Regions from separate parts of the Mus musculus genome. Here regions 1, 3, 4, 5, 6 and 7 are each linked to region 2. The links are chromatin contacts, called in public HiCAR-type, HiChIP or PLAC-seq and promoter capture Hi-C maps. All regions are on one chromosome and are shown on one strand. Each heading gives the region's core, a stretch centred on a gene start, on an enhancer-like site or on the middle of the called end of the contact. The rest is flanking DNA. Distances are from core to core; before and after follow the strand shown.

Region 1 (3,357 bases), core at 797-3,296, 2.0 Mb after region 2:
TGTTCCCTTGACTGTTCTGGAACTTCCTCTGTAGACCAGACTCGTCTCCAGTTCACAGAGATCCACCTGTCTCTGCCCCCCCCCCCCACCAGGGCCGCCACCTCAGGGCTGAGTTGGGGGCTTAAGTGAAGGTCTTGACCTGGAATTTGAAGGAAGTTGATCATTGGAAGAGGAATGAAGTGTGAGAGTGTGGAGGGGAATGCTCAGAAGACAACCTGGTTTGGAAGATGCAAGGTCATGTGCCGTCCTGGAACTGACACTTGGACTGCACTAACTTCCTATCTCTGATTTCTTTCCCAGAGATCTTCTAATCAAGTTCACTGGCTCTCTGTGGTGATTTTGATGGGCAGAAAACACTAGATTGTCTATATCAAGGCTTTCAAGACCTTAGTAATTTGTTAATTGTTGTTGCTGATTCAAAATAATTGGAAAGGAAAGGAAAGGAAAGGAAAGGAAAGGAAAGGAAAGGAAAGGAAAGGGGAAAGGAAAGAGGAAAGGAAAGAGGAAAGGAAAGGAAAGAAAGGCCCCTCGTGCTTCGAGTTGGAGAAGCAGTTCCGAGGCGTTTGGACCCAGTGCAGAGTTTGGAGGTCAGCTACCCCACGTCCACCGAGCACAGCACATGTATACAGCATGATGCAGTTGCTGCTCTGAAGGAATCACTTCCCTCCTGTAAAACAGAATCCTCTGGTTATTTGTAACCACAGAAGGCTCCTAGAACAAGTGTATGGCAGAGACAGTGGTTTTCTTTAAAGCTGAACATAGCATCACTTGGGGTAATTGGGCACGTTCTATAAACTTGCTAATTGCATATAGCAAGTGATGGTGAGGGGCTAGTCCAGGTGGGAATTCTTATGACAGGGCTCCATCTGTCCTTTGTGACAGTGTGTTCCAGACTGCTACCCTAGTAGCTGAGAAGCCTGTTTTCAGATCTTGCCAAAGTGTGATAGGCCTGCCTTGAGCTTAGCATAGCCTAATTTGCTTAAGTGTAGATGTGCTTATACGGAATTCTTTTCAACTGAAGTTCATAGACACCTCCCAAGTGTGTAGAGGTTGAAAGCAAGTTAGTTGAAAATTTATGGAGCGCTATCTTCTGACAGTTCTTGAGTAGGCCAGGCAGGTTATGCTCAGACCAGTGTCCCTGTGATGTGTAGGTCATATGAGGATGTCCATATTGTCCTAACTTCAATGGGCATACCTGCTTCTTCATCAATGGGTGATACAAGCTCCCTGGGGAGCAGGGGGATGGGAGCGGAGGAAAGGTACAGAGACAAGGCTTCCCAAAACCCCCAAGTAATTTGGATTAAGAGTACCAAACAGCATGCGACTGGGAAGGACGTGAGGATGGAGGGTCCCAAGCTAGCTTGGGGCAAGCTAGTTAGGGGATGGTTCAGAGAGGAGGACTGAGCTGAGTTCGGGGTGGCTTATGTGCTCAGAATAGCATCTGTTACAGGGCCAAAGGCGGAAAAGAAGACACACCGAAGAGGATGGCAAACCTTTGAGGAGATACAGGTTGGGTTATTATGAATTTGAGCTCTCTCCCATGTAGACAGCAGACAGATAACCAGTAAGCAGAGGGCACCGATATCAGAGGATGGTACATCTAAAGATTCACTAAAGTTGGTACTACATTGATTATTGGGCTTGAAACTCGAGTCATTGTTGTAAGACATGATGGCCACACCGTAAGTTGTTATGTAATTTTCTCAGCTAACCTTATGGATACTGTTTCATTATCATGGAAGTCTAATAGTTAAAATGGTTTTTCATGAGATTTTTATTTAAAGTTGATTTGAGCATTTGCTTTGAAGGTTTCAAGAAAACTCATCTGCTTTGACTGTTACTCAAGCAAGACTGGGAGGCAGTGTACAGCTGTCTCTGGGGCTCCCGAGACAGCAGGGTAAAAATAGGACAAACTTTAAGAATCCCAGATATTCTCAGATAACAAAGACTGGTTTATTGGGGCCTTTTTTGTGCTTGGACAAAACAGAGAAGCCTTTGTGCTGTGATTAGCAAGGGTGCTGATGACAGATCTCCTGTCAAGCATCAGGCTTTATTCTATGACTAAATGGTGCTTTGTCCCGCCATCCAGAGAACCTTTGTATGTGCCTTGTTAAAGTGTGAGTTTATGTAATTGCTTTTGTTTTTCCCGTTTCATTGGTGCCAGATTCAATGAGAGTGACTCATTTTGTGACCGAGACAAACATTCACATTTAGACCATGTTAAAAATAAACAAACAAGAGGCAGGTGCTGCCTGCCTCGGTTCTGCATCTCCGGGCTGCTGTTTCCTGTCTCAGGAGTTCAGGTCTCAGGTAGTGGCTACTACTCAGCTCCCGTGGTCACTGGTCCACTGTGCCCCAGGGCAGTTTCTAAAGGCCTTTTGGATGTTGGTGACAGGAAGGTCCAAATTAGGAAATCTGGTTAGATGGGAAGTAGAAAGTGATGTGTACAGTGTCTCAAAGGCACACAGGAAGACGACAGTCCCAGTCTCTTCTGGCTCTGTAGTTTTCCCACCACACAGCAGTGGTTTGGAGCAGTTACTTTACATGTGTTTTTCACACATATGCCTCATTCAGGGGCTCTTTTTCTCACAGAGAAGACGTTTGGAAAGCACTGATCAAATTTTAATGAGACCATGGAGTGCATTTAATAGTCCCCAAACTGTACAACTTTATTTCCCTTGGGAACTCTGAAGGTGGCCCAGGAAGGAAAGGCCTAGAAGGTTGGGAAAGAAAACAATGGGTTTTTGGAAAGAGAACATACGAAGAGTTTGGCCTCCCAAGACAGACGTGATAGTTGATGAAAATGTAAGGGAGGACGGGTAGAAAGTTCGCTTAAAGGATTGTAGGCAGAGTGGGAGAGATGTTCGCTTGAGAAAGTACTTAGCAGCCAAGTGTCGGGCCTTGAGTTAGATTCCCCAGAGCACATGCAAAAGAGCTGGGCATAGAGGGGTGTGCTTATAAACCCAGTCCTGGAAAGAAAGGTTAGCAGAGGTAGATCATTGGGGCTCACAGACCAGACAGCCTACCCTCCTTAGTAAGCGCCAGGCCAGTGAGGGACCAAACTAAAAAGCAAAACAAGATCAAGGTTGAGCATGTATGTGTGCATGGGTGCGCACACTCTCTCACACACACACACACCCACACACACACACACACCTATAATGGTTAGGTGAACTGGGCACACCCAGCAGTGGGCTGGTTCGGTATGGGGCTGATGACCCTACACAGCTCAGCAGCCTTGGTGGCCCTCGATGACTTGCAGTCTAGAGATTGACACCTGCACCACTGACCCGAGCCACTGGGGAATGGATGAATTATGTTCAATGAATTATGTAGTAAGGCATTTCAGAAAGATTT
Region 2 (3,578 bases), core at 430-2,929:
TCTCTGGCAGCATTCTCCCTCACATCTACAATAAAATTCTCTCCTTACTCATACTTGGGAGCAGTCATGTCCTCATTTTATACAAAGAGGAGATGGTGATGTCTGTTGAAATTGATATAAGTGGTGGAAGCTTGAAGAAAACAAGTATGTTTTGATTATGATTAAATATTGTGGTAAATGGGAATAAGAGATTAGGGAACTATAGGAGGACAGAAGGGGAATCCTGAGAGGCTTGAGTTTAGTGACATAGACTCCTGTTTATGTATCAGCACCCCATCCCCCAAAACCCCACCCAGAAAATCAATAGGAGGGAAAAGGTACATCATTTAATGATCAGTAGTACAAAAACTATGATAAAAACTGTGACTAATGAGATGGGACTGTTTTATTAAGTAGAACTTGCAGAAAAAAAGACTGAAAAGGATGACTAAACAAGAGAATACAGAACAGAGCACAGGGTAGGAGCCTAGTAAGCCAAGACATTCATATTTCATTGACAAAACTGAGCTCTCTTCAGAGAAAGGCTTGAGGTGTGGTTATGAAAGCGAATTCCTGGAGTGCAGCAAAGATGATAACAGAAGGGGTTGGAAAAAAAGAGAGAGACCAAAACGAGTTGTCTTCCATTGGGATGTGAATGTGGTAAAGACAGAAGATGGCCTTGTTGGACATCAGTGGGAGGAGAGGCCCTTGGCCCTGAGGGTGTTTGATGTGTAGGAGAATGCAAGGGCTGGAAGCCAGGAGTGGGTGGGTGGATAGGGGAGCACCCTCAAAGAGGCAGAGGGAGGGGGATGGGATAGGGAGTTTTTGGAGGGGAGACCTGGAAAGGGAAAAACATTTGAAATGTAAATAAAAAAATATAAAAAAAAGTGGGTGGATATAACACAGCTCCACTCAAATATAGAAGGTGATAGGCAGTAAGTGATACTCACATGCAGTACTGGGAGTAATGTCAAGAACTTCCTCCCCAAAGGTAAGGTGGGAGTGAGAGTGGAACATTTACCTTCAGTGTTATTTAAAGCAAACAGTCTTGTAGGGAAGCATAGTTAGATCTCAGCCTCGGAGCAGAAGCAGAGAACGTGGGAGGATTTGCTCACAATGGAACAGAATGCACACAGCAGAGGCCAAGCAAGACACCTCCGAACTCAGTGTTGTGAGACATTAAAAAAAGCGGGGGTGGGTGGGTGGGGGGGAGGAGTGGAGGGCTCTGCAGTTTCCTGTGAGCACGCCTATAATCCTAGTGCTGAGAGACAGAGGTAATGGAGTCGTGGCTTCAAGGCCAGGGTTCCATTCATTATGTCTCAGAAAATAACAACAACAAAAATTAAAAATGTGCCATGTGAGGCTTGTCAGGCTCCCAGAAAGGAAAAGGATTTCAGAAGAGTCAGGCAAAAAATTGCTAGCAAAGTTCTTGTTCTCCTCTCAAAATTTTTTGTGGGCTCGTCTTTCTTTTCCTTTTGGACTTTTTAGCTCTCTGAGTTAAATAATAAAATCAGAATGACATAGCAGAGGCCTTGAGATGCGGCAGCTCTCTGCCCTCTACTTTCTTTGCAACGCTGGAGCCTCTTTCCATTGTAGCAAGTCCACTTCCGGGAAGGCGGGTCCTCCCCGAGGAGGGGGCGGAACATGCGGGATTCTTCCTGTTGACGTGTTCAACCTGGGCGCTCTGACATAGCAGGATATCCGGTCTCGCTCCCACCGTTGGAAACGGGCTGCTTCTGCCGTTCTAGCCCGCGGCTCGCCCTCTCCTCCGCGTCCTCGGCCACTGCGGTGAGTGGCGCGTCCCCGTGAGGCCGCGCGACGTGGGTGGGTCTGGAGAACGTGAGGGGCCCTCGGGCTGCTGGCGGGTCGCGAGCCGCGTGGCTCTTCCCGCGCCCCCGCCTCCTGGCCTCCCAGAGCCTGGAACCCAATGTCGCTCTGCTGTCACCAGGATCTAAGCTTGAACTCAAAGAAATCTCTCCTCGTTGGCACAAACAGATTCGAGGAAAAAAATAGGTCTGAGATGTCTTAGTGGGTACAGAATTCATCCACGGTCACCCGTGGCCACTCAGCCACATGCTCCAGACTTCCCTTTTAAACACTGAAGGAAGGCCCCGTGGCGTGGCCAGCATGATTAACCACTGATTAGCTCTGAAGACTGTCCTGTCCGAAAGGATTGGGGCACCAGAGTGAGAACACAGAAGCCTGGTTGTCTCTGTTGTAGTTTTTCTGTGTGCTGAAAACCAGCACTGTAAGGTTTGATGTCTGTGTGGGAAACAAACTCCAAAGCATCTGACTTGTCGAAACTGTTGCATCTAGGCACGAGGGACAGGCAGCGAAAGCCACTGTAGTACCTTAGTCTCTTAAGAGAAAATGGGTTTGTTTGCGGTCAGGCCTTGGGTTGCTGGTTATTTGTTTAGATACCATGTAGGTGACAGTGTACTGTATAATACTGTATGTCAACAGCATTAGGGCTGAGACTGTATAGCTCAAAATGGTTATTTCAACTTGGCACAAAACAAATATTTTTAGTCATTTCTTACTAATGGTGCATACATAGGTTTTTTTGAGTGAAGAGAATAATTAGGGTGAGAAAACAATTACTCTAGCTGTTTGGTTGAGGTCCTTGATGCTTATGCTGTGTGAGAGTTTGGAAGCCCAGAGGAGGGCCTTAGTTTAGGAGCCTGCAGCTGGAATAATGTGTGTGTAATGTTGCTAAAGGCTTCAGATGGGATGAGGTGCATTTAAAATTGAAAGACTGATTTAATATTTAAGGAAAGTATAGATGCTGTGTGACTGAACGCATCAATTATACCTTTCCTGTTTTCTTGTTTAGAAAGAAGGGAACATGCCGAAGAAAAAGACCGGTGCGAGGAAGAAGGCAGAGAACCGCCGAGAACGCGAGAAACAACTGCGAGCATCAAGAAGTACTGTCGACCTAGCCAAACACCCATGCAATGCTTCAATGGTGAGAGCTTTTTAAAGCAATGGCTGGTGGCTGAATGGAGGACTCTGTAGTACCATATATAGGTACCTAAAAAACATGATCAACTATGGTGTGCCCCTGTGAAGAACCTGTTAAAGGTGTCCTCAGTATTTTACTGAGTAACAATGATATTTTTATTGTTGTTAGAGTATGTATTATCAAGCCTGGCGTATCATGAATTACTGGTGACAATAGATGTTGAAGGCGAATGGGTGACAGGAACTGAGTGGGAGGCTCCAGCTTTTTTTATATATTCTTTAGCTCAGTTTTGATCATTTTCTCCTAGCCAGTCTCCATTCACTGAGTACCCTGATTTTTAGACATTTCCCATGTTCTTAACTAATTTGCTAGTCTTGAAAAAGTCAGATTGTTTTAAAATACTTCATTTTCATGACTTAATTTAGCAAATGTTTATCATTCAGGGGACCGAGTGTTCTGCCTGGGACTCTGGGTGCACCAATAATGGCAGATGATGGCAGATGGCGCACCTCCCTCTTTTGTATGTTTGTAGGATTCCCTAGTGTGTACTACTTTCTAGGACTCATTTGTTTATGAATGACAGAAACAATTTAACCTAGGGAAAAGCACCTCACTACCATAGTCCCTCCAAGTAGTG
Region 3 (3,323 bases), core at 61-2,560, 1.7 Mb after region 2:
AGACACTGGTCTTTAGCATAAGACCTGCTCCATTGCTCCTGTATGGCGGATCCCGATGAGAAGAGGCAGTCCATGGTTTTAAGGCATTTATTGTAGGCCGGCCATGGCCTTGTGGACAGAGAGGGTAAGGGAATGTGGAGAAAGAGGGAGCAAGAGGGCAAAAGTAAGAGAATAAGAGAGGGAGGAGGGGGCAAATAGACCTATCTGGCTGTTGCCAGGTAACCATGGGACGGAGCATACTGACTGTTGCCAGGTAACTGTGGTGAAGTCCAGACAGAATGCCAGGGGCTTAGGGCATTGTGCCCTACATGACTGATGGCCACAGACTTATGGAGCTGGGACCTGGTGTCTGGTAGCGTGGCAAACTTCCTTCCATCCCTTACAGAGTTATCTGCTGGGTCTCTGGGGTTTAAGCCTAGCTCAACCACAAAGCAGGCTTCCTTTCATGGTTCCACATTTCTCTTCATTCTTACGCCTCACATTTACCTGGGATAATTTGGACCCCTTACATTTCCATAGGACTTATGTCTGGCTTACCAGTATCCACCAAAGACAAGTCAGGGCAAAGTAGAAATAAAGCAAGGGGCAGGATAAAGAGGCTGTAGCAAAGAGCGGTGAACAGGGTGGGAATGAGAACACATGACATATGAATACTTTGGCTGGAAAAGAGTAACCCGAGACTGGAGGATGGCGAGATCCTGGAGAAGGTGAAGTATGAAGGGGTCAGCTGAAGCTGGTAGATATGAAAATGCCATAAGAAAATGAGAAAAGGAGGAAGACTTGCGTTAAATTATAAAACAGTGTGAATAGAACCATTGGCTGTCTGGTTTCCAGCTCACTCTGCCATGTTGAATTCCAGTGCTGCAGCCCCGAAGTCCTTTTCTCCCTGTGAGCACTTCCAGAACTTCTCCTTTCTACAAAAGCTATGCAGGCTTTGCAGACCGGTTCCTAAATAACTTTTAGTTTTTATTGCTAACCTGAATGGAATTTCTAGAGAGTGGGTGTTGGTGTGAAAGAGGAAGAAATATCTTACCCAGACAGCCACAAGAAAACATCAAGGTTTAAAACAGTAATTTACAACACCGTGTACTTCCTTCCGCTGGAGGAGTGGGACTGAGCAAAATCGTATGTATCCTTTTGGGCTTCATCCTCCCTCGTCTTCTCCGCAGGAGAAATGCTGGCTCACAGTGTCCTCTCCTGGGTTCAAACCTGTTTCCCAGTGTGAGGTAGCAAACTGCCCTGCACCATTCCCCGAGGGGGTTGTTATTCTAGGCTGCTGAGAAAGAACACTTGGTGCAAGCTACAGTTTTTTATACCCACAGCTGTTGTTTTTCAACAGACAAGTAAAAGTTGTACATTTATGGTCTACACGTGTGCATCGTGCAGTGGCTAAATTAATGTGCATTGTAATGCTTACTAACTTTTAATGGTGAAAATACCATTTACTCTCTTGCCAATTTTCAAATGTATGACAGAGTTTACAACCTTTCTACTCCTGCTAGAGAGGGTCTTTTTTATCATCATCGTTATTTTATTAGCAGAGTTTGATGTTTTAAGACTTCCTGTGTGAGACAATACAGCATGTATCTTTTTCTAGGCCTGCGTGTTTCACATAGAATACCCGCATGTCTCCATGTCTTCCTATGTGGTCATGAGTAGCTGTCCTATGAAAAGTTGACTTGCATTCTGTCAAGTGTGTGTTCCTGTCTTTTGCTCACTTCAGTTGAGCCAGTGTGGTGTTGACTATTGAGAATAAAAAGGCTGCGAGGAAAATGAGGGTCTGTATCTCTTCAGCACGCTCGCTCCCGCTGACAGCTGACAGCAGTGAGCTTGGGAAACCGTACGATAATTTTATCTTTTATTTCCTTTAAAGACATCCCATACTGCTCTCCTTAAAGGCTGAACTAATTTGGAATTCAGCAATCAACAATTTGGAAGAGTATCTCTTTTTTTTTTTTTCTTTCCATTTTTTATTAGGTATTTAGCTCATTTACATTTCCAATGCTATACCAAAAGTCCCCCATACCCACCCACCCCCACTCCCCTACCCGCCCACTCCCCCTTTTTGGCCCTGGCGTTCCCCTGTTCTGGGGCATATAAAGTTTGTGTGTCCAATGGGCCTCTCTTTCCAGTGATGGCCGACTAGGCCATCTTTTGATACATATGCAGCTAGAGTCAAGAGCTCCGGGGCACTGGTTAGTTCATAATGTTGATCCACCTATAGGGTTGCAGATCCCTTTAGCTCCTTGGGTACTTTCTCTAGCTCCTCCATTGGGAGCCCTGTGATCCATCCATTAGCTGACTGTGGGCATCCACTTCTGTGTTTGCTAGGCCCCGGCATAGTCTCACAAGAGACAGCTACATCTGGGTCCTTTCGATAAAATCTTGCTAGTGTATGCAATGGTGTCAGCGTTTGGATGCTGATTATGGGGTGGATCCCTGGATAAGGCAGTCTCTACATGGTCCACCTTTTAATCTCAGCTCCAAACTTTGTCTCTGTAACTCCTTCCAAGGGTGTTTTGTTCCCACTTCTAAGGAGGGGCATAGTGTCCACACTTCAGTCTTCATTTTTCTTGAGTTTCATGTGTTTAGGAAATTGTATCTTATATCTTGGGTATCCTAGGTTTTGGGCTAATATCCACTTATCAGTGAGTACATATTGTGTGAGTTCCTTTGTGAATGTGTTACCTCACTCAGGATGATGCCCTCCAGGTCCATCCATTTGGCTAGGAATTTCATAAATTCATTCTTTTTAATAGCTGAGTAGTACTCCATTGTGTAGATGTACCACATTTTCTGTATCCATTCCTCTGTTGAGGGGCATCTAGGTTCTTTCCAGCTTCTGGCTATTATAAATAATGCTGCTATGAACATAGTGGAGCATGTGTCCTTCTTACCAGTTGGGGCATCTTCTGGATATATGCCCAGGAGAGGTATTGCTGGATCCTCCGGTAGTACTATGTCCAATTTTCTGAGGAACCGCCAGACGGATTTCCAGAGTGGTTGTACAAGCCTGCAATCCCACCAACAATGGAGGAGTGTTCCTCTTTCTCCACATCCTCGCCAGCATCTGCTGTCACCTGAATTTTTGATCTTAGACATTCTGACTGGTGTGAGGTGGAATCTTAGGGTTGTTTTGATTTGCATTTCCCTGATGATTAAGGATGTTGAACATTTTTTCAGGTGCTTCTCTGCCATTCGGTATTCCTCAGGTGAGAATTCTTTGTTCAGTTCTGAGCCCCATTTTTTAATGGGGTTGTTTGATTTTCTGAAGTCCACCTTCTTGAGTTCTTTATATATGTTGGATATTAGTCCCCTATCTG
Region 4 (3,279 bases), core at 730-3,229, 1.9 Mb after region 2:
CTGAGACTTGCTGAACTGCATTTAAACCCCTTATAAAACACTGCTCTGGTCTGGAGGCACACAGCTGCTCTCTTATTTGTGGGATGATGACGGTCTACAATGCTGCCCAGCTAAGGACCGGGCATCTCTAGATGGGGAGGTGCCCTTCGGGTCCCCTGTGGTCATGCTACTAAGCATGCTTTACATTTCTTTGCACATATGCCTCTGTTGCCAGCTGGTCCATAAACTAGCATAGATGTTTGAAGTGACCTCTCTGTCACCACCATTTATTTCTCAATGACCTGAAAGGCTTGCAATTCTCTTTGACAAAAATTATGCCACCTACCCGTATTCCCCCAACACATAGGCATCCTTCCCAGGATGTAAGGAACTTTTCATTCCAGCCTAAGTAAAGAATCGAGAAGAAACGTTGGTAAGACAAAAAGGGATCATTAGAGACTCAAGACTAAAGAGAAACTGTGTTGTGGCTTTTCCCTTTCTTTCTGGATTATCTCCTGCTCTCTTCCATGAAGCCAGATAATTGAGGTTAACCTGGAGCCTTACAACGTCTCTGAAAGCTAGGTATTAGTCTATTTTTATAGATGATGAAGATTTTAAGTCTCAGAGGTTAAGCAACTTGCCTCAGGACATACAGGGAGTTGCTGCCAGGGCTCGGGCTCCTCGCTCTCACTTACCCCGAGTAAGACACTCCCCTCCCAGGAAAGCAAAGAGCAGCCCAGATGATGGGAACCTTCCCTTTCAAAGCCTTAAGTAACCAGTGAGGTATCTGGGCCCAGCTAAGCTGCCTGTACTTGATCAGCTACCTTCCGAAGGCTGCACTGTATTCTTACCCTCGTGTCTAGTAGCTTTCAGGGCCCAGGAATGCTGTTGTGTGCACACTCATGCACATGTATTGTGTCTACTCGAAGCACACACACACACATGTTAGAGAAAGAAAGAAAGAAAGAAAGAAAGAAAGAAAGAAAGAAAGAAAGAAAGAAAGAAAGAAAGAAAGAAAGAAGGGAGGGAGGGAGGGAGGGAGGGAGGGAGGGAGGGAGGGAGGGAGGGAGGGAGGGAGGGAGGGAGGGAGGAAGGAAGGAAGGAAGGAAGGAAGGAAGGAAGGAAGGAAGGAAGGAAGGAAGGAAGGAAGGAAGGAAGGAAGGAAGGAAGGAAGGAAGGAAAAGAAAGGGGTAGGCATAATGATCCACACACGTAATCTCAGCCCCAAAGGAGTAGGTTCCTAGGGCTTATAACAAGCCAATCTACCCAAGGCAGCAAGGTCCAGGCCCATCAGAGAGCCTCTCTCAAGAAACCAGGGTGAATGACTGCGAGGGTGGTCCACTGGGCTTCACACACGTGTATATATGTGCACCTATATGAGTACACACACACACACACACACACACACATCAATAACAACAACAACACTAATAACGGTAAACCCTGATTTCATTAGTTCTGATTCAGAAAATAGAAACTGTTATTCCTATTTTGTTCCCTATTAAGTTGAGAAAGCTACAAGTAAGCAGCTTGTTCAAGGTTACTGACCTGGTAAATGATAGAACCTGAATTCCAACCACAGGCATTCTCTCTAGTTAGCCTTCAGTCTTCCTTCTATATGGATATCTATAGTGAAGGTCGGTTGTTATACATGTTTCTTTATAAATATTAGATGTAGGTTGGAAAGACGCAGCCAGAGAAGTCTGCACATATATGATGGTGCAGAAACCTTTACCTCTGTGCCTCACGCTCAAACTGTCCCACTTCATGCGTTAGTGCACCTCATGTGTTAGTCCCACCGCTGGGACAAAATACTCGAGTCGAGGTAAACACCTTAAGAGAGGAGAGGCGCGTTTGTCTCACAGTCTCCGAAGGTTCAGTTCATGCTCAGCTCCATCTACTGCCTACAAAGAGAAGGGCAACAAGCTCCCAGGCATGCCACACTTCTACCCAAGGCCAGAACAGCTGGTGGAGACCCCATTCCCAGAGCCCTGCTAGCATCCTCCTGGGGATTCTAAAGCTCCAGGGACTCTTTCAATAGACAGGCGACTTCAGGCTCATCTCTCAGTCACACAGAAACAAAAACAAGTTTCATTTCCTTCCTGCAGATGTTCCAAGAAATAGGGGACAATATCATTCAGAGCCACTCCCCTCCCACCCACCCCCACACCCTGGTGTCTCTAGTGGTGCTATTTATTTCGTCTGTTTGTTTTGAAATAGCCTTATGTATCCCCGCCTGCCTTAGAACTTAACCTTATGACTAGCAATGATCTTGAACTTTTGATCCTTCCTTCTCTGCCTCCTGAGGCTGGAATGCCAGGTGTATACCACCCCATGCAGCTGACCTCCAATAGGACGTTAAACTCAGAGCTTTGCACAAGCTCGGCACATGCTCTACTGAAGCTACATCTCACCCTGTACTCTCCGTTTTGATGACCTAATTATTGACATAACTTTCAGTGGAGAAGTAGGGTCAGACTGAGATATGCCCCTCACAAAGTTTGCTATATACTTTGCAAAACTATTTAGCAGAAAATTAAAGAATTCACTATAAAATAGTATGGAGACTCTTTACCTTCCCAGAGAACCATGCACAGAAGTGATCAACACACACAAGAGCCATTCTCCTTTATCTTTTTCTTGAGACTCATGGTTTTGGTTTGGTTCGGTTTGGCTTGGTTTTCGGTTTTGTTTTTTTGTTTTTCGAGACAGGGTTTCTCTGTATAGCCCTGAATGTCCTGGAACTCACTTTGTAGACCAGGCTGGCCTTGAACTCAGAAATCCGACTGCCTCTGCCTCCCAAGTGTTGGGACTAAAGGCGTGTGCCACCACTGCCCAGCAAGACTTAAGGGTTTTGAAAGTGCTTTTAACCATACAACTAAAGGTTAATTCTGTAGTACGTTTGATGTTTGAGCTTTTTTTTTTCATTTTAATCTCAAGTGACATACAACTAAGAAACATATACAAACCATGACTGCTGCATAGTAATACATAACGTTTTAGAGATTGGGACACAGAATATTTTTAGCTTGGAACCTTTTGGGGGAAATACCCGCAATGTGATGAATTTCTTGCTCCAAGATGCCCCGATTAATGAACAGAAACTGCCTGAAGAGACCGGGAACCACATCATGTCTGGCAAGACCCAGGCAGGGTTCTTTGGAAAGACCAAAGAAATTTGCCAAGCCCAAAGAAGCCAGGCCTCTTCTACTGACAGCTGGTCCAGTTCCCGGGAAACGCCTTGGGCTTGGGACAGCTCTGGAAAGGCTGCGCTCTAGTTGGCAGCATACCAAAGGCCAT
Region 5 (3,529 bases), core at 498-2,997, 1.9 Mb after region 2:
CTTCTTCTGTCCAGTGCTAGGGATTGAACCCAGGGTTTCACACATGTGAGACAGGCGTTGTGGCTGCACTCCCAGCTCATGCCTCTTTGGGATGGAGTGTTTCCGGTTAGAGACAGTAGCTCTGACCTATCAAAGACTATGAATTGAAGCTGGGTGCCTGTAATCCTAGCCCTTAGGCGGGCGAGGCAGGAGGATCGGTGGGGCTTTGAGGGTAGCCTGGAATATCTAGACAGACCTTGTCAATAATAATAATAATAATTATTATTATTATTATTATTATTATTATTCAGCAATGACGGTACATTTACTAGGCTCACCAAGGGGCTATAGAGGTGTCTCAGCGGTTAAGAGCACTTGTTGCTCTTGCAGAGGACCTGGGTTCAGTTCCCAGCACCCACATGGTGGTTCACAACCATATCATCCAGGAAATCCAATGCCCTTTTCGGGGCTCTGTAACACTGTGTGTTCCATATACACGCAGGCAGAAACACTCACACACAGAAAACAAAACACATCTAAAACATAATTGAAAAAGTAGACTCACCAGAAATGGGGTTCCCCTTCCCAGTTGAGGGCTTTACTTTTTCTTTTGTCTCTTCAAAGCCTGTTCTTAATACTTTCAATATAGGGTCTCATGGTGCCCAGGATGGTTTTGAACTCCTGATTCTCCTGCCTTAGCCTTCTCATTTGCTTTGTATGTATCACCACAAGACTTACTTAATTTTTTTAAATCATGTAATATGGGGTATCAGAAATAGGAAAGAACACATTTGATTATTGTTACTAAAAAGGCTTTTAAAGTTGGAATTTAGTTTATGGGACTATCTGGCAGAAAACCCTGAGTTCCAATTCTAACCCCCTATAGGTTGAACATGGTGGTACCTAGATGTGATCCTAGCACTCAGGATGTTGAGGTGTAAAGAACCAAAAGTTTGGGGTTATCCTCAGCTATATCGGGAGTTTAAAGTTAGCCTTGGCTACATGAAACCACATCACCTGCCCTCCAAAAAAATTCCTTTTAGAATTCAGTGTCTAGAGAAGGGTTCTGGCCTTATAAGCGAAACTGTACCTCTACTTATTTACTTTAAAAATATGTGTCCAAGGCTGACATAGTACTCTTAGTAGCCAGGCTAGCCACCCACTATAGCGTTCCTCCTCCCACTTCACTTTCTCAAGTGCTGGCATGATAGATGTCAGCCACTGTGCCCGGAAGCCCACCGTTTTTAATAGATATTTTAATGAGCCACATGCACTCGCATTTCAAGCCTTTTTTTATCCAGAACGCTTTCAAGTTTCTAGATTGGAATTATTGTGTCGGGTTCTTTTGTTGAACCTCAGTGTCTGTCTGACTTGTAGTTTTGTCAATACTGCCTGTGATTCATAGGTTTATATGGTCACCATTTACAATTAAGAGGGGAAATATAACTTTGTTTTTTTCCAAAATTTTTCGGAGTTGATATATAACAGACTGTTAAAAACAAACAAACAAACAAACAAATAAAAAAAAACCATTGTGAGTCTTTATGAAACAATGTGTGTTTATGCTGAACACCTTTGAATATCATTTCAGAAAATCTTTCTTCTCTTGGTATAGAGTGTTATTTTCTTCGCGGTGCTTCTTCACCTTGGCTTGCACAGGGTGCAAGTTTATGAAGCGCTGCAAATTTGACTGCTTGGCTGTCCTCTCCGACACCCGTGAGGGTGGTAGATATGAAATCTCACTCTTCAACAAGTACATGCATGAGAGTAAAACAGTTTATTCAGGTCATAAAACAGTGCTGGCTCCCAGCCCAAGTTTAAGCTGATAGCGTGCTGGGGGCGCAGCGGCGATGACTAATTACTGAAAATCTCTTCAGAATGCGTTACCTTTACCAGACCCAAGGAAGACTTATTTAGGGGTACGTCAGATATCATAGGCGAAGCTCAAATGCTTTTTTTGTTGTTGCTTTCTTATGTGTGTGTTGTCAATCACAGCAGCTCGGTTGGTATTTGTGGGGACACATGCAGCCTTTTTAGGGGTGGTTGGGCTCTCCCTGTTTTGGGGGTAAAACCATTTCCACACAAGTGAATCTGCAGAGGCTGCCTTCAGGTGTATGTAGTGAGCTTTAACTCTTTCAGCCCTTGTCCTGACTTGTCTGACCCAGGAGCAGCTGGCTCCCTGGTATATTGTATAATGTAGACTGGCTCGTCAATTCAGACTAGCTCGTCCTGTTTGGTGGGTTTGTTAGAAACTGCAGAGCTAAGTAAATATGCGATAACAGTTTGAATGGTATTTGAAGTTAAAGAGCGCTTGCAGACTGACTGACTCTGAGGGACACTGTGGCCAGGGACCCCGGGGCTGCCTCTTGGGTCAGTTTCCATTTTTATCTGAGTTTTAGGAAGGCACCGTAGTAATGAAGGCCTGGTCAGATGACAGCACCTTCCACATGAGGCACGCAGTATGTCATGTCTGATACTACGGATGCCAGGGGTTAACTCTGTCACCTCATGAGCCAGTGCCCACTCAGTGCCCACTCAGTGCCCACTGAGAAAACAGGGAGGGCTGAATGGGGCCTGCTGTGTGGGAGAGTGTTTGCTGATGACTATTTCTGTGTGGCACTGTGTTCCCTCCGCTGTAGGGTTATTTCCTGGTTTCTCAGAACAACACTGTCTCCCTGTTAACTTCATGAGGGACGTGTCTTGACTGATGGGCGAGCCTCTAAGTTCTCTGAAGGGCTTTGTGCCTTGTCAGTACCGTCCCCCTACACACACACACACACACACACACACACACACACACACCCATCTCCTTCATAAGATCACCTCTCTAGGATGCAGAGTGGAAGTCGGATGCTGACACATACACACACACACACACACACACACACACACACACACACACACACACACACAGGTTCACTTTCTGATCAGAGACAAGTGAAGTCTTAGAAGATCTCAATTTAGCAACAACCTGTGTCCCCACCCCCACCCCCAGTGAGTCACTCTTAGTTTGAAATACCCTAAAAGAGTCTCTCATTTCTGTAGGTCAGACAGGTTGTAACCTGCCCGACTGCTCAGCGGCATTGGTGTTGGATGATTGGAGAGAGAAGAGGCCAGAACTGTGTGGCCTTGTACTGACAACCTAACTGTAGGTCTGCTTGCAGACAGAGCAGTCCTTTGTGCAATGAGTTTCCCCATTCCATTCTACTCGTAATAGTGAGGACATGATAGCTCTATGTGTGCTATATCTCTTTTTTAAAAAAAATTAGTTCTGAAATTGGAATGCTTTTCAAGCTCTTTGTTTTTCTGATTCTGTTTTTTAAAAACAGTTTTCTGTTTTAAATTTGCTTTTATTGAGATTGAGAAACTACTTTTTCTTTCTTCCTTCCTTCTTTCCTTTCTTCTTTCTTTCCTTTCTTCCTCCCTTTCTTTCTTTCCTTGAGACACGGTTTCTCTGTGTAGTCCTGGCTGTCTTGGAACTCTCTATAGACCAGGCTGGTCTCAACTCACAGAGATCTGGAATTAAAGGCATAAACCACTCTACCTGGTT
Region 6 (3,797 bases), core at 255-2,754, 1.4 Mb after region 2:
GTCATTTTGGAAAGAGCAAGGAAGCCAGAATCAGGAGAAAGAAAAACATAAAGTAAGATGAACAAAGAAGACATTCTACATCATTTAGACCAGCGTGACTGAATGTCCCGCAGGGTTTCCCTGGTAAGTTGACGCTGCAGGAACCACATAATCAACTGAGCATCCTTTCCCTTAACAAACCTCGGTCCCCTAACAGCACTGCTGCCTCTCTCTCCTCTGGGGTTTTTCCAATAAGTTTTGTGTGGCTGCAACTATCTCATCAATATGCACATCCCTACCTATAAAGCTTCTGTCTCCAAACAGAAACCTCTGGGTGTCCTCTGGGGCAGAAACCACCTCCCCTGAGGGAAGCAAAATCAAAGGTGGAGAGGGGCAAACACCGGTGCCTCTGGTTCTCGCATCACCTAGAGCTAGCCAGTTGCAAGCCTGAAAGTCCATACTAGCAGCAGGCTCCTGGGTTTGCTCAGGACCCTTGTCCTGCTAGAGGGGCCAGATAAGCTCAAGTAGGCTGTAGTGCAAATTTGAGACTCCAGAGGAGCCTCTCATCACCCACTCTTACTTTGAAGCCCTGATTTTCTAACTCTTTCTTGACTTCTCTTTGGGGTAGGTAGAACATGAAGGTAGCCTAGGGGTAACAGGCCTGACTTGGGGGGGTGGTGTTGGGGGGACGGAGAGGGCAGGAGTTGCTGAAGGTGGGGCTGGAGATAGCCATGAAAAGAGAGCTCTTTAGGCAACTGCAACCCCAGCATGCCTTCCTTGTTCTAAGGACCAGGACCACTTCCTCTGAAGCAGGAGACAGCCAGTGACTGGGACTAGGGTTGAGAAGCAGTCCCTAAGCACTCCAGGTCGCTGCAGCACCTTTTAAGAACAGCTCAAAGGGACCATAAGCTGGGCCAGAACTCAGTGTCACCTGGGAGTTGGAACTCATATGTGTGTGCGTGTGTGTGTGTGTGTGTGTGTGTGTGTGTGTGTGTGTGTGTGGTGTTCACCCCAGACCAAGCGAGCTCCACTAGACAGTAATCAGGGTCACAGGGGTACCACCAGCAGCCAGGGTCCCTGGGAAGCAAGGCTGAAGGGACGATCTTGGCTGCAAGCTGGGAAACTTGATAAGAAACACACCAGCTGTCTCTCAGGCAGGACGTACTCCCCACCACCACCACCCTGAACTGTCCGATGCGCACGACTACAGCCTATGGATTCACCCATCCTCACCCTCCGCACCCTGCAAAATTCCCTCCCGAGCCCCAGGATCCCAGGCAGGATGTTACCTCTTGCAGAGGCTGAGTAGGGGGCGATAGCAGCGGCAGACACTTTTCAGGATGACTTTCCTGCGTTCTCCAGTGAAAGCGTGTGCGCCCAAGCAGAAGCTGTAACCTGCTATTTATAGCGGCGAGCTCAGCACCCGGGGCTGGGAACCCGGAGGATGGTAGCGTGCAGGGCGCGGGCCGAGCCTCCCCGCTCCCCGCTCCCTGCTCTGGGCTGGCAGCTCACGCTCCGCCCGCCGCCCCGCAGCGCGCGCCCGGGAGAAGTTGCTCCTCGCCCGCAGCTCACACGCCCCCTGGCACTGTCGCCACGTCCCCACCCCCAACGCCCTGCCTCTCTTCCTCCTCGTCTTAGGCTCACTCCCTCGGAGCGGTCTCCTCCCAATGTCACCAACCAGCCACCAAAGAGGAACAGCAGCAGTCTCGCAACTGGTGCAGCTCGCCTCCCTGCCACAGATGGAGTTGGTGGCCCGACCGCACAGCTCGAAATGACCACAACACGCTGCTTCTGTTTACTGACACCCACCACTCAGACTCTGCTGTCTCTGGGGTCAGCTGCCAATCCTGGGGTGCGGGATCACAGGGGCGAAGCGCGCGGGGCGGGGGGGGGGGGGGGCAAGGCAATCACAATGCGACCCGGACAGGAGAAGAGACTGCAGAAGGCGGAAATGTAAAAGGATGTGAGAAGGTAGCTCAGACTAGTCCCCACTGACTGTCCCTGGGAGGAGGATTGGGCGTTAGAGGAGTGTGAAGCGCTGTCCCACGTTCTGGTGACTTCTGCGTGTCACGGTCCTGAGAACTGCTTCTCCCTTGCCAGTGTTTTCCCCTAGACCCAGACTGAGCAGACCTGGGCACAGGGGCAGCCCACAGCCACTCCCCACCTTGCAGAGTGCCTAAGTGTTCCCAACCACCAGGCTCATGCCTTTGACAGCCTGGTTGTGTGGAGACAATCCGCCCTCGGTGTGTTTGAGGTGTCAGAAAATTTTGGTGTGTAATCACGCTGTCTGGAAAGAGACTGAAACTCCCCCACTTCCTCGCGAACAAACCCGAGGGGTGAGGGGTAGTCTGGATAGTCCGGCCTGTGGGGGTGGGGCAAATGACTCTCTCCATCTGCGCCTTACAGGTGCCACCTGGCGGCTTTCCTAGAGAGGTTTTGTCCACTCTGCTCAGAGGTAATTCTTCTCAGAGCTTACCCACAAAGGCACACTAGTCCTTTTTCTTCCTTGCAACCCTTTAAACTGGCACTCTAAATAAAGTAAAAACGCGTGTACACAAGTGTGACATTTGTCACACAAAGAGCCTGGAATCTTAAAGTCAGTGAAATCAATTTGGGTTAAGGCAGTGCTTAACAGTATTACAGTATTACAAAATGGGAAGCTGTGTCTGCCCCCAGCTGTCACCCCTGCTGTCACTGCCTGAATCGAGACATCCATTTACTTCCCAAGTATTTGCTACTAGATATTATCTTTGTTGATGAGGGCAGGGAGTTTGATGGTTTAAATTTATGTGTGTGGGGGCGGGGTGCTAGTGGTGGTGTGAGGGTGTCTTTGGTTGGTTCCGTTGGTTGATTGGGTTGGTTGGTTGGTTGGTTGGTTGGTTGGTTTGGGTTGGTTGGTGGCTGAGTTGGTTAGTGGGTGGGTAATTGAGTGGGTGGGTGGATTGGTTAGGTTGCTTGTTTGATAGGTTGGTTGAGTTGGTTAAGTTGGTTGGTTAGCTGGTTTGGATGGTTAGTTTGGTTAGTTGATTGGTTTGGTTGGTTGCTTGGTTTGGCTGGTTGGTAAGTTGTTAGGATTGATTCCTTTGGTCAGTTAGCTAGCTTGAATGATTAGTTTGTTTGGCTAGTGGGTTAGTTTAGTTGGTTGGGTTGGTTAGTTGGCTGATAGGTTGGTTGAATTAGTTCTGTTGGTCGGTTGTCTGGTTTGGTTGGTTAGTTCATTTGATTAGTTTGTTAGTTGGTTAGTTCATTGGTTGGTTGATTGATTGGTTGGTTTGGTTGGCTAGTTGACTGGTTTAGTTGATTGATTGGTTTGGGTTGGCTAGTTGCTTGGTTGGATTTGTTTGGTTGGGTTGGTTAGTTTGGTTTGGTTTGGTTAGATGTTTGCTTAGTTTGGTTTTCAGATACTTTCTTTAGCCTCTACACTCCCAGAGCTTGGAGTAGTATTGAATACACCATGGCTCCAACAAGTGCTTAGAGACTGACTCAAAACCCTGTGGGTTAGAAGCTGGGTTGCCTTCCTCTCACCCTAGTCCCCAAAGTCCTCCCTTGCTTTCTCTCCAATTCATTTCTGTTCTGCTCAGCCATTATGTCATCATAGGTGAACTGAAGGGGGAAAAGTGGGATTTTGAGGACCAACTTGTCCATTAGACCCTGTCACTCTTGAGGTGTTGGCTATGCACCTGTAACATGCAGTTGCCAGCCATCTTCATGCAATCTACTGGAAAAAATGGTGCAGATCATCTGCTGGCAGAAGTTCAGCCCAGAAAAATACACAGAATGGAAGACAATGAAACCGGAGCTCCAGAGCTTCACCTCAC
Region 7 (3,294 bases), core at 214-2,713, 1.3 Mb after region 2:
AGATGCCTTTTTAGGACACTTTTTATAAGCATGCTTAATGCTTACTACTTTACTTTTGGCTCTCCAATCATGAACCCAAAATAGTAAGTAATAGTAAGTCCCAATATGTGGGCAAAGGATACATTTTCCACTTTTTTTTCCCTAAAAGCAAAGCAAAGAACAAAAATTGAACTTCTGTAGCATTTTGCTACTGTTGAATAAAATCTGAAATATTATGAATAAAATACTAGGGAGGAAAAAAAACAAATTTATGAGTGTTGTATGTTTTGGGTAGGTTGCCAATTTGTGGCCTTCGCTTTAAAACAAAAGGAAAAGGCAAGATTTGAATCTGCAAATTGACAACTGCTCACCTATCAATAGCCAAGTCCTGATCTCCCAGCAGCACACCCACTCAGACTAGCCCAAATCTTCAGTAACCTCTTTTATCATACATGCTCAGGGTGAGAGGTCCTTCCAAAGCCAAACAGAAAGCCCTTGTCTTCTCATTGTCAGTCAACAAACCTAGCTCTGTGTGGAACTACCCAATCTCAAAGGAGCACTGCTTGCATCCACTCTGTTCCTCAGAGATCTCTATTTTCACCTTCCTACTGAAACCTGACAGATCTATCCTGTAGCACAGAAGATTGATATCTGATCTTACAATACTTTCCTCTGTTCACTGTTTAAATTTTATTGTCCATTCTGCTTTAAAATCCTTACAATTCTATTAATGCAGACTTTCAGCCCAAGAAGAAATTGCTTTCATTAGTTTATGCTGATTTTCTGCCTTTCAAAAATATATCACTAAATGCCATTTTTGTATTTGATGTCTATTCTTCCATAATATATGCCAACTCCTATTCAAGAAAGATCCATTCTATATTTCATCTGAGGACCAAGCTCCCCAGTACAGTTATCCTGTGCCTGATCACAGATCAAAGGTTACAGATCAAATATTAGACATCACAGAGACAGAATAAAATCAAAACAGGGAGACACCCATGTCGTTTTGTTGGCAGGAAATGATTTCTTATGAACACAATGTGACTGTAACTGTACATCAAGGGCAAATCTTTTTTTTCTACTTTTTTCTTTGTGTTACAGATAAATCTCATGATCGTGCACATGCTAACCACTCTCTGTACAACTGTGCTACCACGAAGAGTATAAATCCCACACATGAAGAAAGGATGATGTGTCTAAAAGTTTGATCATAATGTCCAAAATATGATGCCAGCCCTTCTGGTTGAGTATGAGCTTATAGGTGGCAATTCTTTAGTCAACTGTTGTGTATGAAATTGTTGGAAATTATAAATCAATATTAGAGATAGAGTCAGAATCAATTTATCTGTTGTTGGCAAGCATTTTTAAAAATATATTATATGAGGGAGATGAAGAATGTTGGCATACACTATACACATGAGAACTCATTAAGTCACAAAGCAGCTCTGGTGGTACAGGATGCTGTCTGTGCACATGTGCAGATCACTGGAGGAAATGTACATCTCACTGTGGATTATGATAACAACTTTGACTGTTGTGTCAGTATCTATCAGGCTTCCTGAAAGGGCAATCCATATCTTCACTGTGTACTTCTCCATTTTTCAGATGTTCAGCTTCAGCAACCAGCCAAAGCTGCCTTGATGAGGCCACTGATGGCCTCCTGCCTGTCAAATGTGGTGCACCCCTCTTGGGCACATTCCTGCTAAGTTCTCTGTAGTGTTGAACATTACCCAGACCCCTATAAGCTTGAATAATCTTTGCTTCTCTGGCTTCACTCTCTAATGAATCGTTCTGCCTTCCCAAGGTTTCTCTGTGTTTTTATTTGTTTCCCGGTTCCCTGCCCTGAATCTGACCTCAGAACTTGTGCAGAACAGCTGCAGCCTTTGAGATGTTACAGATCTGCTAGGTCACCATCTCTGCCATGTGTCACCTCCAGTTTGACTAACCTAACCCTATCCACCACCATCTCATGTGAAGATTATTGCAATGGACTTGTTTTTTTTCCTCTGTCTGAACTCAGAGCTGGCATACATGACCCACAGTCCTGGTAAAGAGAAAATTCAATTGGCCCATCCATTTGATCAGACCACTCACTGACCTCTTCAGGTCTTTGCTTAAACAGCATCTGACTGGCGACTTCCAGGCCTGCCAATTTAAATATGAAACTTCACCCTGCCACAGATGCCCTGCCTCCCTCCTTCCCTTGCTTTTCTCTATAGCTCTTTTCTAGAGTGATAGACATTTGTTTACCATCTGTCTCTTCTTAGTATGACATAAAATCCAGCAGAGAAGGGATTTCTCTCTGTTTTGTAGGCTGCTGTATCCCAGCATCTAGAGTTAATGGCCCATAGAGAGAGGCCGAAGGCGTTTATTAAAAGAAAGGATGACTATAGCTAATCATGACTTCTTCTTCCTATCATAGTAGGCCTGAGAGCTCACATGGGTGTGACTGCAGTCCATGTACTTCTGTCTTTATGATAGGTTTTTAAGACAAATGTCTAGCCATTGCTGTTGTCTGTATGGGTCCTATCTAGTTTCATACAGTGAAACTTAACTACCAACATGATGGGTTTAAGGAAGGTCTTTTGGGAACATGAGAATAAGACCTCCTGGTGATCAGAACTAATGGTCCCATTAGAAAGGGGGCTAGAGGCAACTATTTGACATTCTCCCCTTCTATTGCTTGAGGAAAAAATAAGGCCAGTCCTTCACCATACTGAATCCTAGTAACTGTCTTGAGCATCTAGCTTTCAGAGACATTCCTGTTACCCAGTATAAGGCTTTCTCTTATAATAGAAATGATGCACTAAAATGGTCATTAAGCAAATGCAGGAATTGGCAGTCAGTGCTTTCTGGGAGAGGAGTGTTGCTTGCTTTAGTACTGTGGTCACAGATGAATGTCTCTTGTTCCACTGAATAACTTCTTCTCCATGCTTGAAAAAGTAACCTTAATTAAACTCACTGGACCACACACAGAAAAGAGACATGGAAGCTGAAGAACTGTCTGGGAAGAGTGCAATGGGGGAGGGAAAGAATGGGATAAAACCCACCATGCTCATTCTGTAGACATGCCTGAGACACAAACAAAAACTGGAGTGAAAATAGGTGGCACTCATAGGCAGCAGACTGATAATAAAATCTCGGGTCTTAAAGGAGAGGGACATATGTATCCTGCCATGCCTTGCTTCAGCCGTGGACCCCCACCAACATGAACACAGTGAGCATAAATGCTCCAGGAGTGTTGCTTACATGTCTGAAATAGTGTACTTTATCATGTACTCATCCCCACCCCACACACATTCACACACACAC

The links. Promoter capture Hi-C pulls out the DNA fragments that hold promoters and counts their contacts. HiCAR-type assays count read pairs that join an accessible place to other places. HiChIP or PLAC-seq counts read pairs in DNA pulled down with a chosen protein or histone mark.
Region 1: a contact with region 2 is called in a HiCAR-type map of astrocytes, with 7 times the contacts expected there. The contact joins the enhancer-like site here to the promoter of Zfp330 in region 2. A contact is called at or near these places in 7 of 39 promoter capture datasets (3T3-L1-derived adipocytes, the C10 cell line, embryonic stem cells and 4 more), 5 of 115 datasets of contacts at active chromatin or transcription factors (acute myeloid leukemia, astrocytes, embryonic forebrain and 2 more) and 2 of 9 other capture datasets (embryonic stem cells and liver).
Region 3: a contact with region 2 is called in a promoter capture Hi-C map of pre-B cells, with 6 times the contacts expected there. The contact joins the enhancer-like site here to the promoter of Zfp330 in region 2. A contact is called at or near these places in 5 of 39 promoter capture datasets (the C10 cell line, cranial neural crest, hippocampal neurons and 2 more), 1 of 115 datasets of contacts at active chromatin or transcription factors (large pre-B cells) and 1 of 9 other capture datasets (liver).
Region 4: a contact with region 2 is called in an H3K27ac HiChIP or PLAC-seq map of large pre-B cells, with 4 times the contacts expected there. The contact joins the enhancer-like site here to the promoter of Zfp330 in region 2. A contact is called at or near these places in 5 of 39 promoter capture datasets (the 3T3-L1 cell line, embryonic stem cells, hippocampal neurons and 1 more), 4 of 115 datasets of contacts at active chromatin or transcription factors (acute myeloid leukemia, astrocytes, forebrain and 1 more) and 1 of 9 other capture datasets (embryonic stem cells).
Region 5: an H3K27ac HiChIP or PLAC-seq map of extraembryonic endoderm stem cells shows a contact between it and region 2, with 7 times the contacts expected there. The contact joins the enhancer-like site here to the promoter of Zfp330 in region 2. A contact is called at or near these places in 4 of 39 promoter capture datasets (embryonic stem cells, hippocampal neurons, liver and 1 more), 3 of 115 datasets of contacts at active chromatin or transcription factors (astrocytes, embryonic stem cells and extraembryonic endoderm stem cells) and 1 of 9 other capture datasets (embryonic stem cells).
Region 6: a promoter capture Hi-C map of neutrophils shows a contact between it and region 2, with 8 times the contacts expected there. The contact joins the promoter of Inpp4b here to the promoter of Zfp330 in region 2. A contact is called at or near these places in 15 of 39 promoter capture datasets (the 3T3-L1 cell line, the C10 cell line, cranial neural crest and 8 more), 2 of 484 Hi-C or Micro-C datasets (bone marrow-derived macrophages and pre-B cells), 8 of 115 datasets of contacts at active chromatin or transcription factors (embryonic forebrain, embryonic limb bud, embryonic stem cells and 4 more) and 4 of 9 other capture datasets (adipose tissue, embryonic stem cells, liver and 1 more).
Region 7: a contact with region 2 is called in a promoter capture Hi-C map of the HPC-7 cell line, with 7 times the contacts expected there. The contact joins the enhancer-like site here to the promoter of Zfp330 in region 2. A contact is called at or near these places in 10 of 39 promoter capture datasets (the 3T3-L1 cell line, the C10 cell line, the HPC-7 cell line and 5 more), 3 of 115 datasets of contacts at active chromatin or transcription factors (astrocytes, embryonic stem cells and stem cell-derived neural progenitor cells) and 1 of 9 other capture datasets (embryonic stem cells).

Annotation. Positions count from the first base shown.
Region 1 is chr8:80,802,965-80,806,321 of GRCm38.p6, reverse strand. The region is part of intron 1 of Gab1 (growth factor receptor bound protein 2-associated protein 1); the gene reads left to right. Among named protein-coding and RNA genes, the nearest start is that of Gm51580, 9.5 kb to the left of the region's middle. Within about 2 kb of position 2,046, at least 65 of the 459 cell types and tissues checked have an H3K27ac peak or open chromatin away from gene starts, as enhancers often do. A contact at or near this core is called in astrocytes, embryonic forebrain and forebrain, where this site is marked.
Region 2 is chr8:82,772,246-82,775,823 of GRCm38.p6, reverse strand. It overlaps Zfp330 (zinc finger protein 330), which reads left to right and starts at 1,679. Exons shown (of 10, transcript NM_145600.2): 1 at 1,679-1,767; 2 at 2,813-2,944. The coding sequence starts at 2,825.
Region 3 is chr8:81,078,003-81,081,325 of GRCm38.p6, reverse strand. No RefSeq gene overlaps it. Among named protein-coding and RNA genes, the nearest start is that of Gm9725, 47 kb to the right of the region's middle. Within about 2 kb of position 1,310, at least 24 of the 459 cell types and tissues checked have an H3K27ac peak or open chromatin away from gene starts, as enhancers often do. A contact at or near this core is called in pre-B cells, where this site is marked.
Region 4 is chr8:80,922,816-80,926,094 of GRCm38.p6, reverse strand. No RefSeq gene overlaps it. Among named protein-coding and RNA genes, the nearest start is that of Gm31223, 25 kb to the left of the region's middle. Within about 2 kb of position 1,979, at least 12 of the 459 cell types and tissues checked have an H3K27ac peak or open chromatin away from gene starts, as enhancers often do.
Region 5 is chr8:80,852,084-80,855,612 of GRCm38.p6, reverse strand. The region is part of intron 1 of Gab1 (growth factor receptor bound protein 2-associated protein 1); the gene reads left to right. Among named protein-coding and RNA genes, the nearest start is that of Gab1, 27 kb to the left of the region's middle. Within about 2 kb of position 1,747, at least 69 of the 459 cell types and tissues checked have an H3K27ac peak or open chromatin away from gene starts, as enhancers often do. A contact at or near this core is called in extraembryonic endoderm stem cells, where this site is marked.
Region 6 is chr8:81,340,269-81,344,065 of GRCm38.p6, reverse strand. Inpp4b (inositol polyphosphate-4-phosphatase, type II) reads right to left here and starts at 1,504. Exons shown (of 25, transcript NM_001024617.3): 1 at 1,269-1,504. Gm51582 (classical arabinogalactan protein 9-like) reads left to right here and starts at 1,413. Exons shown (of 2, transcript XM_030243908.1): 1 at 1,413-1,812. The coding sequence starts at 1,424.
Region 7 is chr8:81,489,705-81,492,998 of GRCm38.p6, reverse strand. The region is part of intron 2 of Inpp4b (inositol polyphosphate-4-phosphatase, type II); the gene reads right to left. Among named protein-coding and RNA genes, the nearest start is that of Gm51582, 150 kb to the right of the region's middle. Within about 2 kb of position 1,463, at least 24 of the 459 cell types and tissues checked have an H3K27ac peak or open chromatin away from gene starts, as enhancers often do. A contact at or near this core is called in the HPC-7 cell line, where this site is marked.